4 separate regions of the Mus musculus genome follow, and all the other regions are linked to region 4. The links are chromatin contacts, called in public HiChIP or PLAC-seq and promoter capture Hi-C maps. All regions are on one chromosome and are shown on one strand. Each heading gives the region's core, a stretch centred on a gene start, on an enhancer-like site or on the middle of the called end of the contact. The rest is flanking DNA. Distances are from core to core; before and after follow the strand shown.

Evidence for each region. Promoter capture Hi-C pulls out the DNA fragments that hold promoters and counts their contacts. HiChIP or PLAC-seq counts read pairs in DNA pulled down with a chosen protein or histone mark.
Region 1: a contact with region 4 is called in an H3K4me3 HiChIP or PLAC-seq map of bone marrow-derived macrophages, with 4 times the contacts expected there. The contact joins the enhancer-like site here to the promoter of Cyb561d1 in region 4. A contact is called at or near these places in 3 of 39 promoter capture datasets (the 3T3-L1 cell line, neutrophils and pre-B cells), 4 of 115 datasets of contacts at active chromatin or transcription factors (bone marrow-derived macrophages, effector CD8 T cells, memory CD8 T cells and 1 more) and 1 of 9 other capture datasets (adipose tissue).
Region 2: a promoter capture Hi-C map of liver shows a contact between it and region 4, with 2.2 times the contacts expected there. The contact joins the promoter of Csf1 here to the promoter of Cyb561d1 in region 4. A contact is called at or near these places in 3 of 39 promoter capture datasets (the 3T3-L1 cell line, embryonic stem cells and liver) and 1 of 115 datasets of contacts at active chromatin or transcription factors (pancreatic cancer cells).
Region 3: a contact with region 4 is called in a promoter capture Hi-C map of neural stem cells. The contact joins the promoter of Elapor1 here to the promoter of Cyb561d1 in region 4. A contact is called at or near these places in 2 of 39 promoter capture datasets (liver and neural stem cells), 1 of 115 datasets of contacts at active chromatin or transcription factors (pancreatic cancer cells) and 2 of 9 other capture datasets (adipose tissue and liver).

What each region holds. Positions count from the first base shown.
Region 1 is chr3:107,852,082-107,854,878 of GRCm38.p6, reverse strand. No RefSeq gene overlaps it. Among named protein-coding and RNA genes, the nearest start is that of Eps8l3, 24 kb to the left of the region's middle. Within about 2 kb of position 1,473, at least 68 of the 459 cell types and tissues checked have an H3K27ac peak or open chromatin away from gene starts, as enhancers often do. A contact at or near this core is called in bone marrow-derived macrophages, effector CD8 T cells, memory CD8 T cells and 1 more, where this site is marked.
Region 2 is chr3:107,759,026-107,761,872 of GRCm38.p6, reverse strand. Csf1 (colony stimulating factor 1 (macrophage)) reads left to right here and starts at 1,404. Exons shown (of 9, transcript NM_007778.4): 1 at 1,404-1,848. The coding sequence starts at 1,810. All of the region lies in intron 1 of Gm40121 (a long non-coding RNA gene), which reads right to left.
Region 3 is chr3:108,535,189-108,537,888 of GRCm38.p6, reverse strand. It overlaps Elapor1 (endosome-lysosome associated apoptosis and autophagy regulator 1), which reads left to right and starts at 1,348. Exons shown (of 22, transcript NM_001346518.1): 1 at 1,348-1,593. The coding sequence starts at 1,441. It overlaps 1700013F07Rik (RIKEN cDNA 1700013F07 gene), which reads right to left and starts at 305. Exons shown (of 5, transcript NM_029314.1): 1 at 190-305. The coding sequence starts at 270.
Region 4 is chr3:108,199,483-108,202,182 of GRCm38.p6, reverse strand. It overlaps Cyb561d1 (cytochrome b-561 domain containing 1), which reads left to right and starts at 1,349. Exons shown (of 3, transcript NM_001081320.2): 1 at 1,349-1,556; 2 at 2,021-2,058; 3 at 2,468-2,700. The coding sequence starts at 1,409.

The DNA.
Region 1 (2,797 bases), core at 224-2,723, 350 kb after region 4:
GAGCTCTGCGCAGTGTGCTTGTTGTTGGTTGGCTTTGGCCCTACCCAGGGCTCTTCACTGAGGGAGTTATGCTCTGATTGCAGTCTCTGAATACACTGGGAAGCTAACGTCCACATGTCACCCCATCTTGAACCATGCTTACACAAGGCCCTGCCTTCACATCTCCAAGCCCCACCAGTACCTGGATGGTCCATCAACCTCCGGGCTTCATCCAGGGATCCCTCCTTGTACTTTAGCAGCTTCTGAGGCCACTTCCCTGACCACCATCTTTTGGGCCATCCATTTAAGACAGCAGCTTCTATCCTGGCTTCTTCTTGATTATCCTATTCCCAACTGCTTTGTCCAGGAGTCCAGAAATGCACTTCATGCTTCTAGAAGCATTCAGTGCTTCTAGAGCATAAAGACAAAAAGTAGCTCTCAAGTGCTGGGCTTCCCCCTTGCCTTCTCCCTGATATCCAGGTATTGGGGAGAAAATCACAACAGGATGTCCCACTGGAGCCCGTCTCTTCTCTGTTCTGAGTCTGGGCTGCTTTGCTGGCCCACGGGCAGGTGGACGGACATTGAGGCTGACCATCAAGAGATCTGGGAGTGGAAGATATGGCATCGCTGTAGGGATGATCGTGTTGTAGGGTGTAGAAAGGAGATGGAGCCCCACCTCAGCATGAGGGATAAAAAGGGACCAAAGCTCTAATGTGGTCTGCAGGGATAAAGCAGGAGCCCCAGCAAGCGCAGCACTGGAGGAATAGCCACAGATGGTCCTGGACCGTCTTGAGCAATAGCCCTGGGAGTAGCTGAGAAAATAGCCTCTGTCGTTGTCCTTGGCCGCCTCTGCAAGGTCCCCATGGCTATGTTATACACGGGTTGGTACAGGGCCCACTTCCTCTTCTGACCACGTGTGACTCCCTCAGTAAGGTCTTCATTCCAGTTCTTAAGCAGAGGTACCAAAGCTGGGCTCTCCACACAGACCTAGGGATTGTTGAACAGTCAAAGAGAGAAACAGCTTTGAGAAGACGGTGCGTTCTTCCAAGTACATGGATGCCTCTTGACTTACAACGGGTCTGGTTTCCAGTAAGTTTATCGTACATTGAGAGTGTCATTGAAGATGCAGTTCATATACCCAGCCTCCCCAAAACCATGGCTTAGCAACTCAGTACACTGTAGGGTCTCATTGTTGCTTGCCACCATCACATGGTTCACTAGGAGCTGTGGCTGCCTGTCACTTCCCAGCCTCACCAGAGAGGGCCAGATTACATATCCATAGTCACGGGAAAAGACCCACATTCAAAGTGTGTTTTCTGTTGTATTGTGTGCATTGCTTTCATAGCACTAAGCTAGACAGCCACTGTAAGTTTGGAACCGTCTGTAGTCGATTGGATAGTTTATAATTAAATTACGAGTCAAAAATATCCACTTCTGAGATGCCTGTTTCTTCTCACGGTTGCCAAGACAACTGGTCCTGTTTAGAGCATACTGTGTACCAGGTACTTCAAAAGTCTCTGTCACTCTTTAATGTTCAGGATGTGGGTGCTTTTTGGTCACCATTTTAAAGGTGACAAAACCGAAACAAAGAAAGCACCTTTCCCAAAGTCAGGCACAGAACCAGCAAAGCTGGAAAAGGAACCGCCAGCCACATCTCCCTACCCCAAAGGCCTTCAGCAACAGAGTCTGCACTTTTGCAGCATCCAGAGTACACACATGCAGAGCCCAGGACCCAGGCTTCCAAGGAGGAGTTCTCCAGGCCTCCATCAGGTACCCTTCTCATATCCCATAGCAGTGTGGACACCAGGGCAGCAAAGGGGCGGGGCAACCACAGCCCACGAACCCTAGGGGCTCGTGAGTTTCCACTGCCCACCAGCAGGTTTCACAAGCCTTCTGACGTTGACAGGGTGTCCTAAATGGGGAGAGCAGGAAGCTCAGAGCCCTGTGGTCTGCCGGCATTGCTCAGAGTTTCCTGGGCTGAGTCTTTCCGTGGGGCCTCCACGGGGCTCTGCCAGTACCCCCATCCTGAGGCTTTGTGGGTCTCATCTGGCTCTGAGAGATATATTCCCCTGTCTCCAAGTCAGAGGGCTCTGCATCTGGGTGCTAATCCTCAGAGGCCCCTGAATCTGCCAGTGGTCGTAAGGTGGCTGATAGTTTATAGGGACCAGTTCTACCAGGTGGAGCGGGGACTTTCAGTCAATAGACCTGAGTCCTTCAGATTCAATGCTACTGGCATTGTAGTCACAGGCAGGGGTCTTATCGCCCAAACTCCTGCCTTCATCCACTTTCCAAGAGGTGCAGAACACTCAGCAACAGAAAAGTGCCTCAAGGACTGGTAGGTCTGGCAGAACCCTGGCCTGCCCCACAACCTGCCTGTCTTCCTTCTGAAAACTTCTCAGAGGCTGGGTTTCTAGGTCTCTGCAGAAGAGAGGAAAGACATGCTAGGGGAAGATAGTACCAGAGGCAAGCCGGGGGTGGGGGTGGGGGGGGAGAGGATAACGGGATCAATCTGGATCTGCACTGGGCTCTCATATTAATTCATTTCTAGGAGGGAGGGATCCTTACCCTATTTTATAGATGAGGTCCAGAGCACTAAACACATTGCTCAGTGTTACAGAGCTGGAAAATGGGAACATAGGCAATCTGGAATGAGGATAAATGGAGACAGGGGTGGTGACACTGGAAAGGATGGGAGAGTTACCAAAGGCTGGACACATCCATCCTGCTTACTGCTGCAGGGCAGTGTCCGGCGCAGGGCTTGGAATACAACGGAGACTCTACACACACGCTTCTGAGGTGTTGACCCATTGCTGATCTG
Region 2 (2,847 bases), core at 155-2,654, 440 kb after region 4:
AACGTAATCACTACTATCACTAGTATTCAGTGATTCTAAACGTAATAACTACTATCACTAGTATTCAGTGGTTCTAAACGTAATCACTACTATCACTAGTATTCAGTGATTCTAAACGTAATCACTACTATCACTAGTATTCAGTGGTTCTAAACCTTCTCAATGCTGAGACCTTTCAATACAGTTCCTCATGTTGTGGTGGCGCCCCAACCACAAAATTATTCCATTGCTACTTCACAAGTGTAATTTTGCTACTGTTATGAATCATAATGTAAAGCATATGATATGCAGGATATCTGACTTGTGACCCCCCAAAGAGGTTGCCACCCACAAGTTGAGAACCACCAGTTTAAAATAATGTAGAGAATGAATGAATGAATGAATGAATGCCAACTTAACTGGGAGGAATGGGTTGCGTCCAGTGGGAACACAGAAAGAAGGAATTATCCATCAGCCTGAAGCATCCCAGAAGGCTTTGCAAGACAAGGATAAGATGTGATTATAACCTTAAAAGGTGAGACATTCACCTTAAGATGGATGGGGGAAAGGAAGACTTCATGTCCGAGGAAGCAGCCTGAGCAAAGGTTTATGAGGGACGTTGTTGCTCTGAGCTAGGTAGTGCAAGGAAATGGAGGACACGTGACAAAAGTGCCCCTTTGAGACCAGACCACTCATCTGGGCATGACGGGATTGAAACACATTGAATCAGGATAAATGGAAGGAAGAAAAAGATCCTGACGTTGGCAATATAATTAATAGGCTCCTCTTGATAGGTTAATCTAGATCCATTCTCATGTAAAGACAAAATGTGATTGCACAAATGCATTTCCAACAGAGTTGAGGGAAATCTAGAGTCCAGGCACACCAACCTTTCCACATAAGCTGGGTTTGGCAGCCCAGGAGCAGGGGGCCAGCCAGTGCTTTCAGGTTAAGCACCTGAAGTGTCTCCTGGCAGAGTGCAGAAACACCCAGCTAGTTGTCACAGGACCAAGTCCTTCCTCTCCTACCCAGGTAGCTGGATGCTCCCCACTTCTCCCTACAGCCAGGGGAGAGGATAGTATAGTAGTATAGTAGATTCTTTGAACAATGCATAGGAGGGAGCAAGCCAATCTGCAAACCTGCTGCCCTGGGTTCCATGAGGGACTTGAATGGAGCTGCAGCAGAGAGGCGTTGGTCCATCCCCATTCAAGTCCTGTTCAATGTACTCTGTCCGTTTCCTGCTCAGATTTGAGGATTTTCGGGCCTTGAGGGAAAGTCCCTAGGGGCCAGCATTAGACCGAGAACAATCACACGAGATTGACAAGAGTGGCGAGCACAGAAGGAAAGGCAGTGTCTTGTCCAGAGCTCGAGAAGGGCGGGGGAGGGCGGTGGAGCCCGGGTTACTTTGAGGAGGCTGCACAGCCACAGAGCGACGGGGAAGAGAGCTAGCGGGGACGACCAGGCGGCCCGCTTGGGGGAAGGGAGTCGGCGGCTCAGTGGGCCTCTGGGGTGTAGTATGTGTCAGTGCCTGTGAGTGTGTTTGTGTGTGTGTATGTCTGTGTGTGTCTGGCGGAGAGCCAGGGTGATTTCCCATAAACCACATGCCCCGCCAGCCCGCCCGCTTAAAAGGCTGTGCCGAGGGCTGGCCAGCGAAGCTCGGCCAGGGGAAAGTGAAAGTTTGCCTCGGTGCTCTCGGTGTCGCTGCGGCTCTCTGCATCCCAGGACAGCGGCGTGGCCCTCGACCGGGGCGCGGGCTCTTCAGCCACTAGCGAGCAAGGGAGCGAGCGAACCAGGGCGGCCAACACGCCGTGCCGGGACCCAGCTGCCCGTATGACCGCGCGGGGCGCCGCGGGGCGCTGCCCTTCTTCGGTAAGCTGCAACCGTGGCGCGCGGGGCCCGGGCCGGGCTGGGGCAGGAGCTCTGCAGCAAGCAGCAGGCGGCTCTGCGGGGCCACTTGGAGCGGACAGCCCCTTCTCGCCAGCTGCCCAGGCTTCTCGGCCCTGGGTTCTGGCTTCCTTACTGCTTCTAAGCTACGGCTGAGGCCCGCGGTATTTCAATAGCTGCTCCTGGGGCTGCAGCGCTTTGCGAGGTAAAGAGAAGGCTGCTCATCCCATTGCACGGAGGAGAACACTGAGCTACCCACAGGCTGGAGAGAGAGATGGGGGTCTGGGGGGGGGGGGTATCGCAGGGATTGGCACAGGCCCAATGTCTGCCAGAATGGTCAACCAGGTCTCCAGGTTCCGAGTGACACAAGATCCGAGTGTGGCATCATCCCCAGTAGATATCTTTCTTTGGTTGTTGCACATGTTTTAGGCCCCAGTTGGGAGTGGGCCTTCAGGGTAGGGAAAATTCAGGCTCACTCAGCTTTACACCAGGACCTGTGCTGAGCAACCTGTTGGCAGAGAGAGAGAGAGAGAGAGAGAGAGAGAGAGAGAGATGGGCATGCTGCTACTTGTTCAATGGATGTGTAGGAACTATTAGGGACTTGGGTGGCTCTTTGAGGGGAGCTGGACCCGAATCTTTTCTTGAAGAAAATGAGATGGGGCTATTCTAGACTCTGCGGCTGACTGAGGAAAGAAAGTGCAAGGAGAGTTCAGAGCTGCAGCTGATAATGGGCTGCTCAGAAGCTGTCTCCAGTAATGGCAGCAGATGATAGCATGGCTCTTACAGAGTGAAGGATGGTACTTTCAATCCACAGCAAGTGGGTTTGCTTCAGAAGAGAATGAGAGGGAAAACCTGGAGGGTAGGAACCGAACTTGTGATGGGCAGCGCGTTGCAGGTGTCTGGGAGGAGAGAAAAGTAGAACAGCAGAGAGAGGGGCTCAGTGAGAGGCAGAAGGTGGGGTTAGGAGGAGGGGAAGGGAGGAAG
Region 3 (2,700 bases), core at 99-2,598, 340 kb before region 4:
TCTACATTAGAGCTCAGTTCCCTTCCCTCTGCTCAAAACCACTTCCAAAACGTTATCAGACGCAAATAGCGGACCTAGGAGACAGGCAGAAAACAGATTTCTTTGATACTTGGTGATCTCATCAGAGTTAGGTTACCAAGAATTTCCTGCAGGCCCCACTGGGAATTTGCTGAGGAAACCTCAATGTACCTTAGAAGCCCACAGATTTCCCAAATGTTTGTCTTCGTCGCGTAAGGCAGGGTTCGAGAAAGTTTCCTGAGGCTGAAGCATGTTTAAAGGCCCAGAGACGCACGCTTACTCCCTGGAGACTAGTGCAGCCTCAGCACGACCTGGTTCGCAGAGGATCCCGGGTCCCAATTGTTTGGAACGCCCAATTTTTAGTTGCTAGGCAGCTATCCCTCCAGTTATGACAGATGTATTCTGATGCGCCACCTGGCGGTTCAACTAAGAAGGCTCCTTGAGAGGAGGCTGCTGTGAATGGAGGGAAGGCGACCTGGATACGCACTCTGGAGCCTCTGTTGGAAAACGCTGGCTTCCCAAGGCATGGGATTTCTGCGAAAGCTGACGAAAGAAACACTAAAAGATGACCCAAATGTTTCCTTCTCGCTTTCACCTAAAAGAGAGCTTCCCCATTTTCAAATCAACGAGAGTAAGAGAATGTCAATATATATATATATATATATATATATATATATATATATATATATATATATATATATATATATATATCTCAAAGATCTCACGTGTCCTACTTGCAAAACTGTCGATTAGGTCACACTCCTTGCTGTTTAACTATGCAGACGTCATGGTTGCTCACTGAGACGGCTGTAAAAACGTGGATGGATTTGGTGGGGAGGAAGGATGGAACTAGTTTTTGCAGTTAGTGCTGGGGCCACTCTAGGAGACCATCCCTGGAAGATAACGAAGACGCCTGTCTTCCCCTAATCGTTTTACATGCCATGTTTACAAAATAAGATATGCTTAGAAATAGCCCCCTGCCCGGAAGAGTAATAGGTGCGAAATGAGCTGCTGCAGATGTTTTGGAGGGTTTCTCTACTGCGTGCTTTACGTAAGCCTGTTCGGTTAGTTGCAAACCCTGGCTCGTGCACTCCCACGCCGCGCGCCAGCGGTGGCGGCTGCCATGGAGACCGGCAGGTGAGCCGCACAGGCGCGCGTGGTCCCTGCCCCACCCGCGCTGAGCGAAGAGGATGCGGTTGTCAAGGCGACATGGATAGGAGGAGGAGAGGACCGAGGGAGGAAGAAGGATGGGCTGCCTTGGCGTAGCCGCAGGGAGGTGACTGAAGCGAGTCCAGCCCCTTGCATCCTCCCCCTGTGTACCTCCCTCCTCTTTTTTTTTTTTTTTTTTTTTTTCCTCCTCTGCCAGCATAAGCAGCCACCGCAGCACCTGAGCCGCTACTGCCGCTGGCTCAGGACAGCGCTATGGCAGAGCCTGGTCACAACCCCCATCCTTCTGCCAGAGACGGAGGAAAAACTGAAAGGCGCACACCCCGGCTTCTGTGGCTGTTGCTTTGGGCTGGGACCACCTTCCAGGTGACCCTGGGAACCGGACCCGAGCTTCACGCCTGCAAAGAGGTACTGTCCACTCCACCCCCTTGACCTGATCTCACTTTGGGAAAAAAAAAAAAAAAAAAAAAAAAGAGCTAAAAAGCCTAGATCCAGATAGAGACCTTGGAGATCCAGTCACAGTTTCAGGGGCCATAGAGTTCAATTTTTTTCTAGGGATGAGTAGGAGCTGGAGCGAGGGAAGCAGGCTGGTGTCGTCATGGGGGAGGCCAGCCCATCGGAGGACTCCTAAAATAGATCACCCTCAGGAGCTCTCAGCAGCTCTGGCTCAGGGAGTAAGGTCCGAAAGAGTGACAGTTCTCAGAAAGAAAGAGAAAGAAGACAGTAGCTGCTTCCCAGATGGGTGAAATTACCTAGAGAGTGATTGGAAACATCGAGAGACCAAACAGAAAGAGGAAAGGAGGGAACTGGGATAAAAGTAAAGTTAAGGACTGGTAGTAGACTGGGGTCAGAAGCCCTTGGGTCTGAGGGTGGGAAGCTCGGGAGACCAGCCGTAGGATCCTACCTAGTAAGTGCCCTCTGTGTTAACATCCAGTTGCTCGCAGCTGCTGGCTGAGGCCCTCCTGGAACGCTTTGCCTGTTCCCTTGCACACTTTGGTTAGTGTTTAGCACATGTCCCACCTTCTCTAGATTTTGAATTCTACAACATATCCCCCCCCACTCTTTCCTTTGAACTTATGTTAGCATATGCCACAAGTCCTTTTCAAGGTGTCTCTAAAATGTTAACAACATAATTCACAAAAGAGGTAGTGAATGTCTTCTAACAACCACAACAACAAAAATGATTTTGAAAATTGGTTTTTGGGGGGACATATGACAAGACAATAGGAATACCAAAGTTAAATAGTTTTGGTATTAGTGAAATAACGATATTTGGTTTGTGCTGTAAGTGACTTAAAAACATATGGTAGAGACAACATTGAAATATTTACAAAAAGTATATTGGGGAAGGCAGAATAAAATTTATGCAGAATGTGAGAGATTTGAAAACATGTCAAAAGTCTAGCACTGTAGGGGAGATGCTAAATATCAAACCTAGCTAAGGTTTTGAGGGGTTAAAATAGTCCTTTAAGTCACCAGTGTTAATTAACAATGCCAGTGCAGTCCCATAAATAC
Region 4 (2,700 bases), core at 100-2,599:
AACCAGAAACATAGAAAAGGATGGAAACTGATGTAGCCAAATGAGTGAGTGTCCTTACTCTCCGCAGCTCCAACCCGAGAGGCTGGGATGACAGGCAGTGTACACCCCAGCACACACACACTGCACACAGAAACCTGGAGCTGGCATCCCTGGGAATCTTCTCAGAGAGGATGATAAGGCATATGACGCTGAGTGAGCAGGCACCCCAGAGGCTTAAGAGCGACAACTATGGTTCCACTGGGAAAGAACTGAGAGGGAAGGGGTCTCACACCTGACGCCATCCTTGGGTTTTTGTCCTGAGGGTTTGTGGGAGTTAGCTTATGGCCCCTTTCTGGTTTTCTAGCTACTCTGGGCTTCCATCCCTCTACAAATGGCTGTTCTTGCCCTTCCCATGTCTTAAAACCAGCCTTAGTTCCTCAGCCATGCAGAGGTTGAGCTTGGCGATCACTGCTCTAGAAGTGCTGGACAGCTTTTTTTTTTTTTTTTTTTTTAATTATGGTGTCTGTGTGTGGGTATGCGCATGTGATGCCTGCGGAGGCGAGACGTGTGGGATCCCCCTGTAGCTAGTTACAGTCAGCTGTGAGCCCCCTGAGCAAGAGGAATATGCACTCTTAACCACAGAGCCATTTCCCTACCCACTGGACAGCTCATTCTGGTCTCTTCTGTGAGTTTGCCCTGAACGGAGTAAAGCTTCTCCCATATAGAACTCTTTAGGTTGGGTCATACCTTTTTGGAGGTAATAGTGTAGCAGAACTTGGGGTTGTGGAAAGCTCTGGTTCTACTGTGGCGGCAGCAAAGGCTGAAAGTGCCCCATGGATCTGGAATATTTTGAGGGGGCAGCGTGGGAGGGAGGGGATGGGGAGCAACTACGCCTGTAAGCAGGGATGATGAGATTGCTTCTTTTGGTTTTCATACCTGAAGTCATCAGATTAGATCACTAGGTTTTGGCTTTTCATTTATGTTAATACAGGGAGAAATCTTGTCTCTTGAACAAGCCAGAAATGTCTGAGAAGTAAGCAGTCCAGGGAATCCAGTACTTCTAGAAAGCTGCTCAGAACACTGGTTTCATGCTCTTGGGTCAGCGAATCAAGTGTGTGATTTGGGATTTCGCTGGTATCAGTTGCTACCGATGTAATTTTCGCAGACCTCTTGAGATACCCTTATAGACACAAAGATAGAATGAAGGTGGGTTGGGAGCTCGATTAGGTCAGTGGAGGTTTCCGGGAGCCGCCCTTTGGGGCCGAGGCGCTTCCCCCCCACTCTACAGAGGGCGCTGTGGGCACCTCCGCCACACGGCCCCGCAGCTTCCCCGGGGAGGAGCCTCTCCTGTAGCCGCCGCCGCCTCCGCGATAGCAAACCCGGAAGAAGCCTCTGGTAGCTGGATTGTGCCGGCCGGCCTGGCACTGCTATGCATTCCATGGAGGTAGGTCTGGTTCCCGCTCCAGCGAGGGAGCCGAGACTGACCCGCTGGCTGCGGAGAGGCAGTGGGATCTTGGCGCACCTGATAGCTTTGGGCTTCACCATCTTTCTGACTGTGCTGTCCCGGCCCGGAACCAGTGAGTGTGCGAGGCGAGGTGGGGCGGGGCCAAAGAAGGGGCGGAGCCTAGGCGCTGGAGGGGCCGCTTTGGGCGCACTGGGAGACTGGAAACCTGGACCCTCAGCTGAGGAGGGGCGGGTCCGGGAGTGGTTGTAAAAGCGTAGTAGGCGGGTTCCCGGAAGTCCAGGGAGGGTGGGGCTTGAAAAGACAGAACTGATACTTCCTTAGGAGGCCCTACATGGAAAAGCGTTAGAGGGTCCTGGGCAGGCTAAGGTACTCTAGGGACTGGGCTGCAGCAAGTGCAATCCCCAGGCCAAGGGGGTGTAAGGGCCCCTTGACTCCTCCCTTTGTGGTGAGCTCCTGATTCTTGTTTAGGTTTAAGATGATATGCTGACCTTGTGGCCCGGTCTTTGTCATTTACAAACCACGGGACAGTATCAGTGAAGCCCAGCCGTCAGCCTATTCTCTTTGATTCTTACTTAGGTCTTTTCTCCTGGCACCCTGTGTTCATGGCCTTGGCGGTGAGTTCGGATATTCTTAGATTAACTCTTGGGGAGACATTCAGTTTTTCAGCCTAAGGGTCAGAGAGATGGGTTTAAAGAGGGCTTCATCTTTCCCTAAAACCTATAGGATTGGGGAAAGTGGAGTAAAGTGTCAGGTGGCTGAGAAGGTCAGGGAAAGGGGGAACAGAAGATATTTCTCCTCTAGTGCCTAAAAGGAAGACGCAAGAAGGATGTTTATCAAGGCTTTGTCCTCAGAACTCAGTAGAAAGTTCTCAGTAGAATGTTTGCTGTTCTGTGGTCCAGAAAGGATGTGTGTGAGGCTGCAAGTCCTTAGCTTCCCCGTGTCCTTCTGAATGTGTGAGAAGACCTCCTTTTCCTTGCGCTCCATGTAGACTAGAGGCTCACTGGCCTTTCCTTATGATTACAGTTCTGTCTCTGCATGGCTGAAGCTATTCTACTCTTCTCACCTGAGCACTCCCTGTTCTTCTTCTGCTCTCGAAAAACCCGGATTCGACTCCACTGGGCAGGGCAGACCATGGCCATCCTCTGTGCTGTCCTAGGCTTGGGCTTCATCATTTCCAGCAAGATCCGAAGTGAGATGTCCCATTTGGTGTCCTGGCACAGCTGGATAGGAGCCTTGACACTGTTGGCCACTGGAGG